6 separate regions of the Sus scrofa genome follow, and regions 1, 2, 3, 5 and 6 are each linked to region 4. The links are chromatin contacts, called in public HiChIP or PLAC-seq maps. All regions are on one chromosome and are shown on one strand. The core of a region is the stretch at or near the end of the contact, and the rest is flanking DNA. Distances in the headings are between cores, read along the strand shown.

The links. HiChIP or PLAC-seq counts read pairs in DNA pulled down with a chosen protein or histone mark.
Region 1: an H3K27ac HiChIP or PLAC-seq map of skeletal muscle shows a contact between it and region 4. The contact joins the promoter of NFIA here to the enhancer-like site in region 4. A contact is called at or near these places in 3 of 5 promoter capture datasets (fetal liver, fetal skeletal muscle and liver), 3 of 47 Hi-C or Micro-C datasets (fetal skeletal muscle, mesenteric adipose tissue and psoas muscle) and 2 of 2 datasets of contacts at active chromatin or transcription factors (alveolar macrophages and skeletal muscle).
Region 2: an H3K27ac HiChIP or PLAC-seq map of skeletal muscle shows a contact between it and region 4. The contact joins two enhancer-like sites. A contact is called at or near these places in 17 of 47 Hi-C or Micro-C datasets (alveolar macrophages, brain, embryonic fibroblasts and 10 more) and 2 of 2 datasets of contacts at active chromatin or transcription factors (alveolar macrophages and skeletal muscle).
Region 3: an H3K27ac HiChIP or PLAC-seq map of skeletal muscle shows a contact between it and region 4, with 3 times the contacts expected there. The contact joins two enhancer-like sites. A contact is called at or near these places in 1 of 47 Hi-C or Micro-C datasets (skeletal muscle) and 2 of 2 datasets of contacts at active chromatin or transcription factors (alveolar macrophages and skeletal muscle).
Region 5: a contact with region 4 is called in an H3K27ac HiChIP or PLAC-seq map of skeletal muscle. The contact joins two enhancer-like sites. A contact is called at or near these places in 3 of 47 Hi-C or Micro-C datasets (brain, fibroblasts and psoas muscle) and 2 of 2 datasets of contacts at active chromatin or transcription factors (alveolar macrophages and skeletal muscle).
Region 6: a contact with region 4 is called in an H3K27ac HiChIP or PLAC-seq map of skeletal muscle. The contact joins two enhancer-like sites. A contact is called at or near these places in 5 of 47 Hi-C or Micro-C datasets (adipocytes, alveolar macrophages, embryonic fibroblasts and 2 more) and 2 of 2 datasets of contacts at active chromatin or transcription factors (alveolar macrophages and skeletal muscle).

The regions. Positions count from the first base shown.
Region 1 is chr6:151,228,465-151,231,164 of Sscrofa11.1, reverse strand. NFIA (nuclear factor 1 A-type) reads left to right here and starts at 1,392. Exons shown (of 11, transcript XM_021097780.1): 1 at 1,392-1,812. The coding sequence starts at 1,723.
Region 2 is chr6:151,250,560-151,253,310 of Sscrofa11.1, reverse strand. LOC106507659 (a long non-coding RNA gene) reads right to left here. Exons shown (of 2, transcript XR_002345466.1): 2 at 1,905-2,637. Among named protein-coding and RNA genes, the nearest start is that of NFIA, 22 kb to the right of the region's middle. Within about 2 kb of position 1,365, at least 41 of the 83 cell types and tissues checked have an H3K27ac peak or open chromatin away from gene starts, as enhancers often do. A contact at or near this core is called in mesenteric adipose tissue, omental adipose tissue, retroperitoneal adipose tissue and 2 more, where this site is marked.
Region 3 is chr6:151,177,728-151,180,427 of Sscrofa11.1, reverse strand. All of the region lies in intron 2 of NFIA (nuclear factor 1 A-type), which reads left to right. Among named protein-coding and RNA genes, the nearest start is that of NFIA, 51 kb to the left of the region's middle. Within about 2 kb of position 1,292, at least 16 of the 83 cell types and tissues checked have an H3K27ac peak or open chromatin away from gene starts, as enhancers often do. A contact at or near this core is called in skeletal muscle, where this site is marked.
Region 4 is chr6:150,842,115-150,844,814 of Sscrofa11.1, reverse strand. All of the region lies in intron 10 of NFIA (nuclear factor 1 A-type), which reads left to right. Among named protein-coding and RNA genes, the nearest start is that of TM2D1, 230 kb to the right of the region's middle. Within about 2 kb of position 1,299, at least 20 of the 83 cell types and tissues checked have an H3K27ac peak or open chromatin away from gene starts, as enhancers often do. A contact at or near this core is called in fetal skeletal muscle, mesenteric adipose tissue, omental adipose tissue and 3 more, where this site is marked.
Region 5 is chr6:151,118,130-151,120,829 of Sscrofa11.1, reverse strand. The region is part of intron 2 of NFIA (nuclear factor 1 A-type); the gene reads left to right. Among named protein-coding and RNA genes, the nearest start is that of NFIA, 110 kb to the left of the region's middle. Within about 2 kb of position 1,354, at least 56 of the 83 cell types and tissues checked have an H3K27ac peak or open chromatin away from gene starts, as enhancers often do. A contact at or near this core is called in skeletal muscle, where this site is marked.
Region 6 is chr6:151,300,750-151,303,449 of Sscrofa11.1, reverse strand. No RefSeq gene overlaps it. Among named protein-coding and RNA genes, the nearest start is that of NFIA, 72 kb to the right of the region's middle. Within about 2 kb of position 1,334, at least 15 of the 83 cell types and tissues checked have an H3K27ac peak or open chromatin away from gene starts, as enhancers often do. A contact at or near this core is called in skeletal muscle and subcutaneous adipose tissue, where this site is marked.

The DNA of each region.
Region 1 (2,700 bases), core at 143-2,642, 390 kb before region 4:
TAGAGCCAGACAATATCCGAATCTATCGGAGGCAGACCAGAACAGCAAATGTTGCCTAACACCAAGGGCAGTCACAATATAGTACCTCCTAGTAATGCTGCATCAGTTACCTGGTTGTAAAGTGCAAGCCTAAAGCCAAAAATGTGGTTCAAAATAGAATAGGAGGATTCTCTAACTTCTGATTTAACTGCTCGAGGTTCTGTTATCAATTAATTAGGTAACTTCACCAAGGACAGTTAAGAAAATCAGGCAACCGCCAAGTTGCTTCCTATTCCTCTTGACTTCTTACTGGATAATTTTTATCAAGTGAGCTTAAGCACACATTTTCCAGTCACTCAGTTATTCAGCAAAATGTCCTAAGCTACTTAACTGATGCAAAGCAAACACATTAAAAAAAAAAAAAAGGCAATACCTGGTTGTGATGCTTTCCATTTAAAGGGATACTTCCCTTGCACCACCACTGCACCAATGCCTAGTCTGTTGCATAAAACAAACACATAAAAGGTTGACACTGAAATATCCTGATCACCTGATCTTAAAGAGTCTGGATTAATCATATAAGACGAATCAGTGAAATGAAGGATTTGATGTTTCAGCAACTGGGTTTTAACCCCCTACCTCCTTTAAATGTTGAAACAGGTCTCCTTTGGGGGGGATGGGAGGTGGAGAAGTGCATTAAATTTTGTGGAACCCAGGTTTTGTAAGGATATTGACCAATTAAACGCTTGCAATTACATTCGAATTTCACTGCATCTCCTGCTTTAAAGGAACAGCTTTATTCTTGAGGGAGCCCACCTAACCATTTTTATGTTCAGCCATCTGCAGAGAGTAGTGGCAATGCTTTTTCCTTTCTGAAGCTAGAGTAGAAGCTTTATTTCACTGCAAGTTCTCGGTGACATTTTGCACTCTCTTGATTTAATGATCCAAAGAGGATCTTTAACTCTTGGTCTACACCAGTGCAAATAAAGGTTAAATCTCTCACTAACCATCATGAACTAACCTAATAACTCACCAGAGGCTATGGAAAAAGAAACCGAGAAAGCAGGTGTGCAGACTTGATTAAAACGTGCAAAACCCGCACAACCGCAGGCAAAGGTATCATAGCCTCACATCTCCCTAGTACCGGCTGCGAGGTCCGCAAGCAGGGGAACTCCTACTGCGCCAAAAACACGGTCCTGTGAGCGGGGCCTAGTAACACAGGGGCTTTTCTTCCAAACGGTGTCCCGACCCGAGCTTGCGCTGAATGTCGGGGCTCCTATTGGCCACACGCCGTGGGGGAGGAGGAGACTGGCGGGGAGAGAGACGGGGGGAGGGAGCGGGGGCAAGGCCTTTCCCTGCCCCCTCCGGGCCCCCTCTGCAGGCAGCCCCGGCGCCCCGTGCGTGGTTACTATGCAAATTGCAGCGATTGCGGAAATAAACAAGCGGGTAGTGAGAGGAGAGAGGGACTGCGAACCGATTGCAACTTCGGCAAAGTCTCGTAGAATCCAAAGCACACAAGGCAAAACCAGAGAGAATCTGAGAACCAGCCAGCCCGGGTTGGATCGCTTTCAAAAGAGGAGAGACAGTGAGAGAGGCAGAGAGCGCGCATTGCAATTGCAGAAGCCTCCTGATTTGGAGAAAAAAAAAAAAAAAATCTCCAAGAAGCCTGCAATTGGCCAACAGCTTAAAAAAAAATCTCTTCCGGGTTTTCAACGGTTCCAAGTTTATTAAGATATCTTTTTAATGCAAAAAAAAAAAAAAAGGGGGACAACAAATGAAGCAATTCGTCTGAACATTTTAAAGTTTCTCACGTACTCTTTTTACATTGCAATGGTACGTGGTACATCTTAAACTTTCTATTTTGCGTTTATACGATATGCGTTTTATAAACAACAATAATGGTAGAATGGTTTTGTTAATGGCTAAGACTTAAAATTTTCTCTAGCTTGCATATGCACTGACGTGATTGCTGGGTAAATGTCTATTGTGATGGTTTTGTTTTAAAGATGTAGCTTTGTGGATGGCTTTTATTTATTTATTTTGCTATGTGCATTAGGGACTGGGTTTCCTTTTTTTTTTCTTCCTGAGATTTGAAAAAAATTGCTGAGCTTGACAGATTTTTTTTTCTCCTCCAAGTGCTTGCTCGGTTCCAGAAAGGGGAGGGGGGGGAATCCTGTACGTGCTCGGTTCTGTAAAAAGACGTCTGGCCTCAGCAGTCAACCTAACCCGAAAAGAAATGTCTGGACCGGAGAGTAATTGACGATTCGATCCTCTAATCAATGGGACAACCTGGGAGATTGACTAGAGCTTTATCCAATCATGAGGAAGCTTGGGTGTACACTGGCTCGCAGTAGCCAGAGGGGGCGGGGCAGACAAGATCTGAAGTTCTCTGCGGCTCTGAAGGGGATGGTGTGGTTCAAGCTGTCAAAGCTACAGGCTCTTCCGGATTTAGCAAGCATAATAGGAAAGAGTTTTCGAGTTTCAGAAAAGAAAACCTAATTGGTGTAGTTTTGTTTTGTTTGCGTAAATCGTATGCCTTCTTCCATTGCCTTTTGGGAAAAGTTTTTTATTTTTTTTAAATTCTTCTACAGAAATGTTTAACTTTGCATGAATTATTATTTGTAAGTTCAGGAATGTTGTTAAGGGTTGTGGAAGGTGAGATTCAGCTTTTAAAAGTATGTGGCTTAAAAACTATGGGACCGTAGTGAGCTTTCGGAAGTG
Region 2 (2,751 bases), core at 116-2,615, 410 kb before region 4:
ATGACCTGGCTCCACCACTTCTCTGTAGGACATTAAATGATGCCCTGGGTCTCCCTGAACCGAGCTCTCCTCTTCTGTGAAGGGAGATCTTGAAGTCCTGCTTCACAGACATGATATGAGAATCACATGAGACCTGAGAATCACATGTGAAATTCCTAATATATATAACCAAGCACATAGTAGGTGCTTAATAAATTGATGTCAAAGGTAGATTCTGAAATACAGATCTAGAGCTGCTAAGTTGGAAATTTTCTTTAAAGAAAAAAAAAAAAAGGTACCAGCTATGGCTTGTATCCCCACGTCTTTGTTTTCACATCTTCAATATGGGAAAAACATATGCCATATAAGTGATAAAATTAAATGAGGTAATAGTAAATAGCAATACTAAGTGATGCATAAATATAATATGTTATTATATGTCTATAAGAAGGGGGTTAGCTAGAGAGCAGTTGTCAAAACTTCCACTAACTGGTCCTTCTATCCTAATCAGACACTCACACCTCTTTGACTCTCTCTATCCTCTTCAAAGGCCCTAATCTTCAACAAACAGAAAGAAGCTAGACAAAGTCTTATAAGTTAGATTTCCTAGGTTAAAAGACAGTTTTTCCATATTAGAAATCGATGAAATCTCCCTCTAGAAGGCACCTGCAGTTTCTCATCTACATTATCTCGTTTAATTCTAGAAAAGACCCTGTCAGGCAGGCACCACTATACCTCTTTTAAGGGATGAAGAAACCAAGGATTGGAAAGATCAAGCAACTTGTCCACGGCCACACAGCCACTCTTCTCAGCGAAACAAGCTGCATTTTCTAAGACCAGCCTAGAAGAGGGACTTTGGTCCATGAATCCTCCAACTCCTGTATTTACTACCTCAATTCCTCATTCCCTAAAAGCTCATTCTCAGTGCCCTCAGAACTCTTGCTGCTGCCAGTAGATCCATAACTCTGGAGCTCAGAACTCAGACTCAGGAGCGGGAGATGGCCCTGGAGAAAACAGGGTCCTGCTCCCCTGGGTGGCTTTCCTTGACGGGCTGTCTCCCTTTCTCCCTCCTGCTATCCGAAACTTGCCTGTAGGTGGCGCCCTGATTCGCGGGGAACTTGGAGGGCGAGGACGCGGGTCACCAGCTGCCTCCCCTCAAGGCCAGTTTAAATAGTCCCTTGGCTGCAGCTCAGCACAGGAACCCTGGTAATGTGGTTGTGCCCTTCCCCCGCCCGGTCTCTCTTCCTCTCCCCACTGCCCCTCCCCTCCCCTCTCCCCCACCCCCACCCCCACCCCCCCGTGGCTGGCGCGGTGCAGGAGCTGTCTGCCTGTGCTTCCTCAGAGGTTGGGCTCGGGAGCGGATCTCCAAGCGCTCTAGGCCGAGCTTGGCGCTTCTGGGCGGTGCTTGGACCCCTGAGCCTCGGCCTGCCGACGGCCTCCCCCCACACCCCGCCCCACTCCTTCCCTGCACCCCCTGGTGCTGCAGCTGTAGCGCGGGTGGAGGGATGGAGGGGAGTGTGACCCTTGAATGCTGCGCGGGGCGGAGCAGCTTTAAAAACTTCTGAAAGGCCACGTTCAAAGCCTCCAAGGACCGAACTTGGGCCGGAAGGCGGTTTTCTTGGAGGGGCTTGCAAGGGGGCGGAGGGGGTGCACCTGCAGGGCCGGGAGCGCGCAGCCTGGGAAGAGGGTCCGGGTACCCGCGAGCCCTGAAGCCCCGGCCCCGCACTCGCCACCTAGCCTCGGCCTCCTCCGCCCCAAACCCTAGCCCCCTCGGGGGAGCGCGCAGCCCCTCCCCGGCCTTCGGCTTTCATCCTCCCCGCCGGGCGGCAGCGAGGCGGGATGGGAGCCTCCTAGGGCTGCGCATTCACCGCGGGGTCTTCCTTCCCTCCGGCCCCTCCCCAGGAACCCGAGTTTTCGCAGCAAAGTTGAATTACCGGATTTTAATTCCAATCCGCCCGAGTGGGAGATGGCTGAGGAAGGAGAATGTTTCGCGACAGAGGAAATATTCCCAATTTACCTCTTACCCCCATAAAAAGCCCTGGGGAGGGTGAGAAGGAAGGGAAAGCGGGAGGGGCCCGCGCTGGAGGAGAGGGGGCGAGAGTGGCACAGTGGCGGATAGGACGGTGGCACGGGCGGCGTCTGGAGTCGCCGCCGTCGTCGCTGTGCTCTCGGGTTGTGCCATCTGGGGTTAGATGGGGAGGGGCCGCCGCGAGCCAGGCCCGCTCTTCTCGTCCTGGGAGCGGATGCCGTCTCTCGCGGGGCCGAAAGCGAAGGGCCAAAGGGGTTTTCATTAGTACCGAATTATGAGGATCATCAGGCTCCAAAGTCCTTCCTATGGAGGCTCTTGAATGAATTAGGTAAATGATTTGCTCCACTGGTAGTTTCGGAAGAAGACACTTTTCTCAGAACTTCTGAAATGGAGCGCTTTACCCTGGGACCAAATGCCGGCAGGGCTCCTTTCAGGACGGTTTCCACTCCTTCGGTCTCGCTGGGTGCGAATCACTGAGTCGGTTAGTGGGGACACGTGGGAGAGGTAGATGTGAACTCGAACAAAGCGGTGTGACTTAGTTAAGGAAGAAAATGAGCTACTGAAAATAGAGGAGTTTAAAAATAAACTACATAAAGTTGATTATTTTGCTTGAAGTCCGTTTCCTTGATCTGAGAAAGTAAAATAAGTGAGAGTTGGGTTTTACTTTTTTTTCCAATTAGTTGTTTATTACATTTTCTCAAAGGCCTTGAAAGAATCATTATAGTAAGTTTTTAAGGACAAAT
Region 3 (2,700 bases), core at 43-2,542, 340 kb before region 4:
AATCTGGAGCGATGGAAAGGCTCCATATTCTAGATGAATGCATGCTTCCTCTTATGAGTCTGAAAAATAAAATTAAATTTTTATTTATACGAATCCACTGGGGACAAAAGCTCATGGACTGGGTTTATGATATATTTCAGAACAGGAATATTAGCCTTAACCTCTTTCCTCACATTGCATATGATATTTAATCCATCATCTTTGTTTTAAACAAACAATACGCAAGCTGTTGCTGGCATTGGTATAAAGCTGATGGTCCATCTGGAGAGCAGGAATATAGATCAGGAAAATAAGAGAATTGAAATTGGGTGCAAGGGCAGATTTGCATGTGTAAAACCTTTCTGTTTTTACCAGCTTTTTATCAAATTATTTAATACTAGGCAACACAGATTCCTTTTTCTTGAATCTGAGTGTCTTATTCGAAGAAGAGTTGCTTCTGGGCTGAAAGGAGGACAGTTGGGGTTTGAGAGACGGTAAAGTCCTAAGCCATTCCTCTCACCTTTTTTTTTGGCAGGGGGAGTCCCGGTGGAGAAGAGAGAGCCCCACTGGGGGATTTAGTTCCTGGTGTAGCCCTGTGATCCTTGGCCAGTCCTTTTAGCTTCTTGACCTTCAGTGTCCTTTGATCCCACTTAATTCATCAGCCATTGGTTGAGGCAACTGAGAATTTTCTGAGCTGACCATTATGCGAGGCATCAGGGACCCCTAGAGGAGAAAGACTGGGCCCTTCTCTCAAGAGGCTTCAGGTCTTGCAGTGGAGACGGGACCTCACAACTGCACAATGGCATCAGGGGCGTATAAGAGATGCCGGGTCGCAAAGGAAGGAAAATTCATTCTGTCCAGAACGGACAGGAAGATTTGAATTACGAATCCTTCCTAAAGGTTTTCTACTTCCGTTGGCCAAGGAGCAGACATTCCAGGTATCTGGATCGTGAGAGGTTCAGGACGAATTATCAACAAAGTTCTTTCCAGCACCACACGGGTGGTGTTATCAATGTGAAATTCTTTGAATAGCTTTCCTCTGATGAGGTACTTGCCAAAGAGTGTTTATTGTCATGGTTGAAAGAAAGTAATAATGAAAGAAACAATGATTTCTTTTGGTTATAAAATTGGGGCTGGATGGGAGGAGGCAGCCGGGGTTTTTTTTTTGTTTGTTTTTTTGCCCCCCCCCCCTTTTTAATTATCGCCCTGTTTGAAAGAGCAGGCTGCATGGAGGGTGGCACACACTCTGTGCAGAGACCTTCCTCCTTCCAGAGAGTGGCATGGATGGAGCGACTGTAACCTGGCCTCCCTCCACGGGAGGAGGGAATCCAGGTGGCCCCGCTCAGATGTGTGTGCACAGCAAGGCTTCTGAAATGACAGGAGCGCCCGGCGGCTTCCCAAGCAGCTGTGACTCTGGATCGCGCCCACCATCTCTGCTTCTCACCACCAGAGGAGTGAATCTCTGCTGCCTTAGGAGGCGCGGAGCCCGGGAATTTTCTTCCTTTTTTTTTTTTTAATGTTTCATTTTATTTTTAAATTCTTCAAGCAGCAGATGATGATTTCTTGACAAAAGAAAGATTCCCTCTTTTTAAAGAGGTCTTGTGTAAACTCACGGGTTAGGAAGAAAACCAGAACCCCTCCTTTTTTGTTGTTGTTTATGCGCGGCCAATAATTTATTCACATGTGACATTTGAGCTGGCATTTTTTTTTCTCCCCCTCCTAAGAGGACAGTAGCTTCCGCTGTTGTTGTGTCCTAAAGCAAAGTCAGAATAGCCCTTCGCTTTTGTCCCCCTTGGTAGGTATATTTTAGCCTCTGGCCTTTTTTCATTTAGACCTTATGCTGTTTCCTAACCCTCAGACTGTTTTTGAAAGGCTTTGATTAAAATATGCTGATAACAGAATTTGATAACCAAGTTAGGAACGACAAGGCTATCTGGAGAAGACCGAATGATTTGGCAGCCTAACAAATTCTATTCAGAGCACACAAAGAGATCCTGGAACCTTTTACAGGGACTCGTGTTTGGGGAATGGTATGAACTCAGGTTACCTGCAGAATATGGTGTCATATGGAAACATTTAAGAGCTTATGGAAAATTCTTTGAAATAAAGTGGAATGAGCCAGCAAGCATAGAATACCGAAGAAGAAAAATAAGAGCATTCATTCTGATTTTCAGGTGGCTGCTCAAGGAGGGGAGAAGGACGAAAGTAAATCATTGTCAACATCCTACGCCTCACGTAGAAGAGCTATCGCCTCAGAATAGCTGTGCTAACCAAATCCTAGACTTAAAAGGATCTTAGAGGCCATTGCGTCCCACAGCCTTGCTCTGTTAGAAACTCCCGTGTGATGCCCCCAACAGCCTCTGCGTAAATACTTCCAGAGGGACGTGAGGGAGTGGGAGTGAAGGTGGCTGATGCTGAATACCTCCTCTCTCGAGATACTGCTCGGGCACGTGCTCACCATCTCCTGTTTAACTTACGTGTGGGTTTTATGACATACAGTTTACAGATGAGGAAATTAAGTTAGGTCAACCTGTAAGGCGACTTGCCTCCGCTCGTGTGTCTAGCTTAAGGCCCAACAGAAATTAGGACCTCCTCCCATCGTTTTGCACCGCACTAACCTGCCTCCCAGGCTGGAGAAGCGCCCTCTTCCTCCCCGGGCTGCCTCTTCCATCTTGATGTGCGTTGCTGGAAAATGCTTTCTTTTATTTAGCTGAAATCTGC
Region 4 (2,700 bases), core at 50-2,549:
GGTACACTGGTGGTGCCCGGCTTTGATGTCTTGAATGAATGAAAGAAAAGCACAATAAAAAAGAGCTGTTGATCAAGCATAAAATACTCTTTAAGCTGACAGAATAGCAGCGTTAACACACCCTAAGCTGCTTTTCGTTTTTCCCTTTTTTCCTCACATTTTCCTGTGCTTTGTGTACAGTGGGGGTTTGTATTTTATAAGAAGTCTCTGATCTATGTAGTATGCCATTCGCTAACAAAAACCAAAATAGGATTGTTGCTGTCCCACTTGGTTGCCTGACTACTCTCTCCCCCGCCCCCCCCCCAACCCCTGGTTCCCCTCTCCCCGCCTCACCCCCAACTTCCAAGGCGTGCAGTTCAGCCTTGCAAGGCAAGGGCCCAAATGCCTTTCATAAACTTGAGCCAGTTCCTTTTGTGCGGTTGGTTTCGCTGCTCTGATTTTAATACCGCAATTAAAGACAGATTTTTATTTTCTCAAGAACTTTCTCTTGCAACTGGGGAAATGGAACTGACACAGCTGCTACTTTTAACTAAGAAATTATATCATTAAATAAGAGAAAGTCTCCTTGGTGAGCGATGCCTTTCCAAGGGAACTGGTCCTCCGTAGGTCTCCTGTGGACCTTTAAAAAACGCCTGTATACACTGTATGTTTGGAGAACTATTTACCCCGGTTTTGGGTTTTCTATCCTTGTCCCTCTGCAGGCATTAGCTCAGTCAGTTCTCACAAAAGCTGATCAAGTTACCTCCAATTGCACAGAGTCTAAAACTCAGACCCAGAGGTGCTAACTTAACCTAAGCTCAATTAACTAGCACATAACAGTGTACTAGTTAAGTGATGGGATTCTGTTAACTCTTGACTCCAGAGCCCAAGCTCTTAGCGCACGCAATGCACACAGCCCTCCAGGAAGTCTGCAGAGCCAAGGTGAGTGGGCCAGAGTGCAGTTTTTAATTCAGAAGTCTTTGGTTTCACGAGGTAAAAGATTACTTGATACAAATGTAAAGGGAGATCCAAAAAAGAACTGTACTGAATGGTGAGGCAGACACCAGGGCAAGCTGGAATGCCATGAGAGAGTCTGACTTTGGAACAGGAGTCGGAATAATTGGATTGTGTGTGTACTCTCCAGGTTTGGAGGTGCTGCATGGCTTATTGGGTAAAAAGATTAGTGTTTTCCCGTCTTGAGGTTTGAACCAAAGAGAGGTCTTGGCCGGGAGCAGCACGGTCACTCTCCAGGGAGTGGTGGTTTGGACGACTCCTCTGTGCTCGTAGTAAGTAGGCAGCAGTCCACGTCACAAAACTATTGCACATGCTGCGGACGCAGTCGGCTGCCGTTGGCCCCGTCACAAGAGCTCTTCAGTCAGAACGGCCCGGGGTCGCCTGTGGAGCCCTGTGTCTCCCTGGGGAGAGCACCTGCCACTTGGGGAAACGTGGACATGAGGTGAGAGCATGGATGTGGCACAGCCACGCTAGAAGCCACCCATCTACAGGCCTTGTTGGGTAACTGACCTCAGGCTTCGGGAACCTTGGAGATGCCTCGTTTCTTTCTTGCATCCTTTATTCAACAGTATTTATCCAGCCACCAGGCAAGACACTGGCCTGGTGCCTTCTTGCCACATAGAAGAAGATAGTCCATTTTCTTGAGGGGAAAAGCAGGTAATTACAGTTCAGTAACCGTGACAGAGGTAAACCCAGGACTAAAGGCCTAGAGAAAAACCCCTTGGAAGAAGGGACTTAGTCTGAGAACGCAAGGACTAACAAGTGTTAGCAAAGCCAAGGAGAGGGGCACAGCTATGCCAAGGCCCAGCAGGGAGAAAGCATTTGACTTGGGGGCACCTGGAAGACGTTGAAGACAGCCCAAGTGTTGGGTACAAGCAGTGAAGAGATAAGGCCGAAAAGGTAAGCAGGGGCCAATCATGGCCCATTAACATTTTAATAGCTTCCTGTACAATAAACAAGTCTTGGTTTAGCGTTATTGAAAACAGGCTTTCTTTAATTAACAAAATCAGGCAAGAAAAGTGACTGCAGAGATCAAATCCCCATGGCTGGCAATACCATAACTGACACCTGGGGACGCCGTGTCACCTTTGTCAGAAGAAAGCGGCGTCAGACACTGCAGAATGGAGTTCCCGTCGTGGCTGAGTGGTAACGAACCCAATTAGTATACATGAGGACTCTCGGGTTCGATCCCTGGCCTCGCTCAGTAGGTTAAGGATCCCGCATTGCTGTGGCTGTGGCGTAGGCCAGCAACTGCAGCTCTGTTTCGACCCCTCCCCTGGAAACTTCCATATGCCATGGGTGTGGCCCTAAAAAGAAAAGAAAAGAAACTTCAGAACGGCCCTCACAGTAGCCCTCTGGGGGCCCAAGGACAGAGACCTGCTTCCTGGAAATCACACCACTGGTGTGGAAAAAGTGAGACTCGGTTCTGGGTCCCTCAGACACTGGATACGCAGCCTCACCAGCTGGCATATATTTTTAAAGATCCTACTGGGAGAAAAGCAGGGGTAGTTGGTACCTTGAAAGACAGAGAAGTCTACAATCCAGCATCTGCTTTCCGTAGGACAGCTCCTTAAGTGCAGGTGCCATATTTTTTGTACTTGTTCTGTCCCCAGAGCCTAGCATACAAAGCATACGGTAGGATGCTAATATTTTGCTGAAAAAATGAAGTACTCCAAAGCGGTGTCGCCTAACGTGGGAAACCAGGAG
Region 5 (2,700 bases), core at 105-2,604, 280 kb before region 4:
CTTTAAGCCTGAGATCAGTCAAGATTCAGGACCTTGAAGAATGTTCAAAGCTAGAACGCTAAAATTGTGCCTGGATGTAAAATCTTTCTTTTTAACCAATGGCAAATGTTTCAATTAAGGAAATTTATAGTTTATTTGAAATAGTTGAAATTATAATAGCTTGGCTTGCTTTACCTAAATTATTGTTCCATAATATCAAAAATTTTACATAAAAGCAGCTCTCATCTTCATATTCTTCGATTTTTCTGGCCCACTTTCTCTGTGAGTTTTCAGTTCAACGAAACAGAAACATTTCAGTTGCAGCATTGAGGAAGAATTCGATTCATGGATTATTGTTTATGAAAAAGAAATGTTACATGGATGACAGTGGTTTAAAAATATGATGACTTATCTTGGTTGTAGTCAAACTTCCCTGAACACTGAAAACTGAAAACCATGGAAAGACACTGCCCTGCTAGGTACTTGCTTAGCATAAATCATGAATGCATAACTTTTCTGAAGAGATTTTCTTCAAGATGCTTTTCCCATTCAGTTCCTTTATCCTAATTAGAGGCCTTAAACTTCTGATGGGCAGCTGCTTTCTTACCTGTTTCAGAACTATAGCACCGATAAAATAGCATAATGTAGGTTTTGGTTTTTGGAGAAAGAATTTGAAGGATGCAGGGCTTTATTTAAAAAATCTTACTGCAGCTATCTATCAGAGGTCTCCTAGTTTCTTTTCTTGCAGGCATTTCAGAGGTGCTTAAATTCATCAGATGCTGGTGATTGAGGAATGTAATGATGGACTAGATAGGGAAGAGACTTGGGCAGCGTGCCGGAGTCGCTGGGCCTGAGAAATGCCCCTGGTTTGGCGAGGCGGGATGGTGTGAAAAGGTCACGGGCCCTACTGAGGTGGCTTCAAGGAGCAGACACTTGTTTTGCAGCGGTGGGAGCAGGTATATGGGTGGTCTGGCTCGCTCGGGCCCCTCTCTCTGGCGGAACACGTGCGAAACCATCAGCATGTCTGTGGGTCTCGTGTGGCGTGAGTGGCGAGGCTGTGCATTAAAGACCAGAACCATTACCCAAAGGGTGGGAACACCCCAGCGGCCAGTGGCCCGTGGCCAGGTGCTGTAGGAGGACACCGCAGGCAGGCCTGGCCAATCCGAGGCGATCTTTTGCTGGCAGTTGCTCCTTTGGCCACCGCTGCAGTAAACACTTTCCCTTGGATGTTGGTTTTCTGTTGTGTCTGGCAGCCACACAGGGCTGCTTGAACTTTCGCCAGAGGCAAATATTTATACATCAGAGTGTGCAGTGTTCAACTGGTCAGGCCTGAGCGGGAGAGCGAGGGACCTCCGTGCCTCTTCGCCAGGGAGGATGTGTCCTGCCCCCGCCCTCCCCTGCCCCCCGGCGGCTCGGCCAAGTGGGACCATCCTGGAGGTCCCTGGAGCCCGGGCTGCCCGTGCGTCCTTCCCAAACGCTTCCAGGCGCAACCTGGGGATGTGCTTTCTGAAGGGAGGGCGTCCTGACATTCCTGCCTGCGCCTCTAATTCCCCTTGGAAAGTTTACAGTTAATATTTTCCCTGGAACATTGTCAAGCTTTTGACAGAGCCTGAGTGTATGCCGAACTGTGAAATCGAGCCGGGAGAAGCAAGTTGTGAGAAATCTGTTTCTACTCAAATCCGTAAGGTTTTGTGAACAACAAAAACAAAAACAGAAAACTTCAGGGGGGAACGTGGGGAGTGGGGCCGGCCGGCCTCTCGTGGTGCGGACTCGGCCGCCATTTTAAGAAGCCGGCGCTGGGCGACGTCGGGCTCCTTACATGGCGGCTGTATTTACTCGGCCGCAGCCAATCACGCCGGCCGAGCCCGGCACGTGACGCGCCACGAGGGCACGCTCAGCCATTTCCTCGCTGCTGAAAAACTTGCTACCTCCACAGAGCACTTTACCTTGTTTTGCATGCCAAATGTTCCTGCAGAATGTGTCTAGCAGACTGGCATTTGTCCATAAAGTTATTTTAGTAGGTAAAAAGTCTCTGAGCACTTGAGCTTTGTGCATTCTTTATGTAAAATGGATTTCCCTTCTTGGCCAGAGGCCAAGGGTACAGCACACTCGCTGGGTGAGAAGAGAGCTTCTCTGCTGAGAAACTGGTGGACCGACACACTCTAATTTTTTGGCTTCTGACCAAACAAGCTCGATGGATGCCAAAATTCAACAAAATAACACATTATTGTGTGATAGGAGCCGTGCTCGAAGAGAGCAGGAACTCAGAGGAACTTCATGCTGCCCCCGCCCCCCCTTCAGAGCATTGTCACGTTGGGGAGCTTTCTTTGGGAAACGAGAGGAAAATGGCAAAATACAACCTAGAGAGTAAGGTATAATTTGCACATAAACACGAAGGAAGGAGCTGAAAGAAAACAGAGGAGTTTAAAATTGCTTTTATGAACTTGTCCCAGACATAACACAGAGGTCTGTGACTTGACTTGACTTGCATTCTTTTAACCCTGTAGGCTCCATTTATATGTCTCAGCCGAATGGTGGGCTACTTAATATTCAAATGAGAATTAACCTGAGATTTAAGCACTTTAGAAAGACGTCAATCGAAGGATAGCTGCATATTTCAAATATGGAGTCTTGGCAGGCTTATTAGGAACAGCAGACAAGTTGGTACCTCGGCATGTCTTCTATGCTTTTGCCCCCTGATGTCCGACGTTGAGTGACGTC
Region 6 (2,700 bases), core at 85-2,584, 460 kb before region 4:
GACAAAGTACTAACAGCAGACCAAAAGAGCCAGGGGCCAAGTCCAGAAGGAAGGTGCAGAACAGAGCTGATTTGGGGCCAAGCCTTGGTCAGACAGAGAACAAAGAGGACGGGCTGGGAACAAGTGAGGAGGTTTTTGGAATGCGCCACTGAAATCTGAGAGATTGCGAAGCTCAGGTTTATTAATGAATACTCTTGAAAATTGTTCATGAGCACTTAATCATCATTATGAAGCACTTAACTCAGACGAGGTGCTATTGTAAGTGCTTTACATGCTTGATCCTGCTACTCATAGTCCCATTTTACAGATGGGACAGACAGCTGAACTCCAGAGTCTATGCAATGTGGACTGGGCTGGTTTAAAATTTCTATAGGAAACAAACTACAGGAGTTCCTATTGTGGCTCAGCAGGTTAAAAAACCAACTAGTATCCATGAGGATTCGGGTTCAATCCCTGGCCTCACTCAGTGGGTTAAAGAAAAGATTCGGCGGTGCCATGAGCTGCAGTGTAGGTCATGGATGTGGCTCAGATCTGGCATTGCTGTGGCTGTGGCCTAGGCTGGCAGATGCAGTTCCCAGCTCTAGCCTGGGAAACTCCATATGCCGCACATGTGGCCCTAAAAAGACAAAAAAAAAAAAAAAAAAAAAAAAAAAGAAAAGAAAGACATAAAACAAACTACACATGAAGAAAAGCTCCACAGTGGAATAAATACATGTTTCCCAGACTGTGTTCAAAAAGTTGGTTAAAAAGTAGTTTGTTCAAAAGTAGTTTGTTGATTGTATCTTTTGGTAAACCAGGTGTACGGTGCGTGCACTGGTAGAAAATACAGATGTGGTCTCTGCCCTCTGGAAACCCCAGCTTTTATTCCTTCACTCCCACCCTCAACCCCTTGGATTTGACCCCACAAGCAGTCCTTGCTTCCTGGGTCTCCTTTGTCCAAACCCAGCAGCTTTGGTTCCTCTGGCTCCAAGGCCAGTGTGTGCCCATCAGCCCAGCACATGCCCAGCGCCAGCCCCGGGCCCAGCCTGGCAGAGTCTGGGTCCTTGCCTCAGAGGGGAGATTCTAGTCTGTGAGCTCCTTGAAGTTTTACAGAATTCTTTTTTCCCCAAGGACCGAGCACAGTGCCTGGTACAATAAATACATGCGGAACTCAACACCGAGACTGCCTGCAGGAGCAGAGGCAAGACGTTACTCCTGTTTCATATTTATTAGGCCTTCTCATTTTATGATTCAGTGCATGGGACACGGGCCAACTGCCCTCTTCCCTTAGGAAGTGGCTTTCTAACTCAGAATGACACAGTACTGCACGTTCCCCACCGGGAACCACAAAGGCCCCACAAATGTCTCAGGCTGGTTGGAAGCTTTAGACTGAGTCCCAAGTAGTGTTTTCTCTGCTTTTGTCTTTGACCAGCCAGGGCCACGTGAGGAAGAGCTATCAGGAAGGGCCAAGATCACACACGCAGGGCTTCGGGGAAGTTCAGGATCAGGTCTCACCCGCCCGCCTGGGAAAGTTTCCATGGATTCATTTTCTTCTCACCCTCAGCAATGCTCCGTTTGCTAACTCAGATGCGGGGAGAGGTCTGTTTTCAATTAGGGCTTCTCCAAAAAGTGTTTTTAAATAGCCTGTAAAAATAATCCAATAGAGGCCATAGAGGTGTGAGCTGTTGTCATCATCCTGTTTGGAAAACGTCACGCAGAATGCACCAAAGGCGAGAGAAAGAGAGGTGGTGATGCCTTCAAAAATTTAATTTGTGAAGTGAACCTGCAGGATTAGTTGTCCCCCTTTGTGCCAGCTTTAACGTGTCCTCAACCAGGGAAATCCGAGGCTTTGGACGATTAGCCAGGTTGGATCACGTTACCCTGTTTGGCTCTGCAGAAATCACACTTTTCATTTTGCCTTTAATCCTAAAGGTCACCAGGAAGGTTGGCCCCAAACACAAATGATACTTTGTGGTCTTACTTTCAGACAATTATCAACTCATAAATCTTGGTCAGACGGTAATGAGAGGGCGAGAAATAATTGAATTCAGTCCAGATGAACAGGGTTGGAGGGAGCAAAAGAACTGAGGGAGGTGAAAGATGATGGAGGGAGGGGATCCAGGGCCCGGGAGCCAGAACGTCTCTGCTGACCCCTGTTTGTCCTTGTAGAGTCGCTGCATTTAGAGGTTTGGATGGATATGGGCAAGGCCCTTAAGGACGGTGATGAATTGGTAGGAGCTCAGAAAATGGAGGGTAAAATCTAGTAAGAGCTCAGATCTAGAGGTAGCCAGTAGAAAAGAGAGAGAATGGAAAAGGAGCTGGGGACTGAGATGCTGAGAGTCCCAGTTCAGCAAATTTCCGGGCTGTGTAGCCCTAGGAGAACAATTCGACCTCTCTGTGTCAGGAATGCAGCTGCCATCTCCTCCTCCATCACAAGATTAACGTAAGGATCACATGAGATAAAACACTGAAGCTGTAAAAAATCCTCAAAAGAGGATCATGTTAACTCCATTTAAGGTGTCAACAATAATTTGGAGATAATCCTGTTGGCTCTCTATTCCAAACATATCGAGAACTTATCTACTTTTTACCAGCTCCACTGCTCCCAGCTGGGTCCCATCCAGCATCGACGTTTCCTGGGATTATTAGAAGAGTCTCCAAGTATCTTTCTTCCCATGAGCGCCCCCTCCTCCAAAATTCATTCGTTATCCATCATCTCAT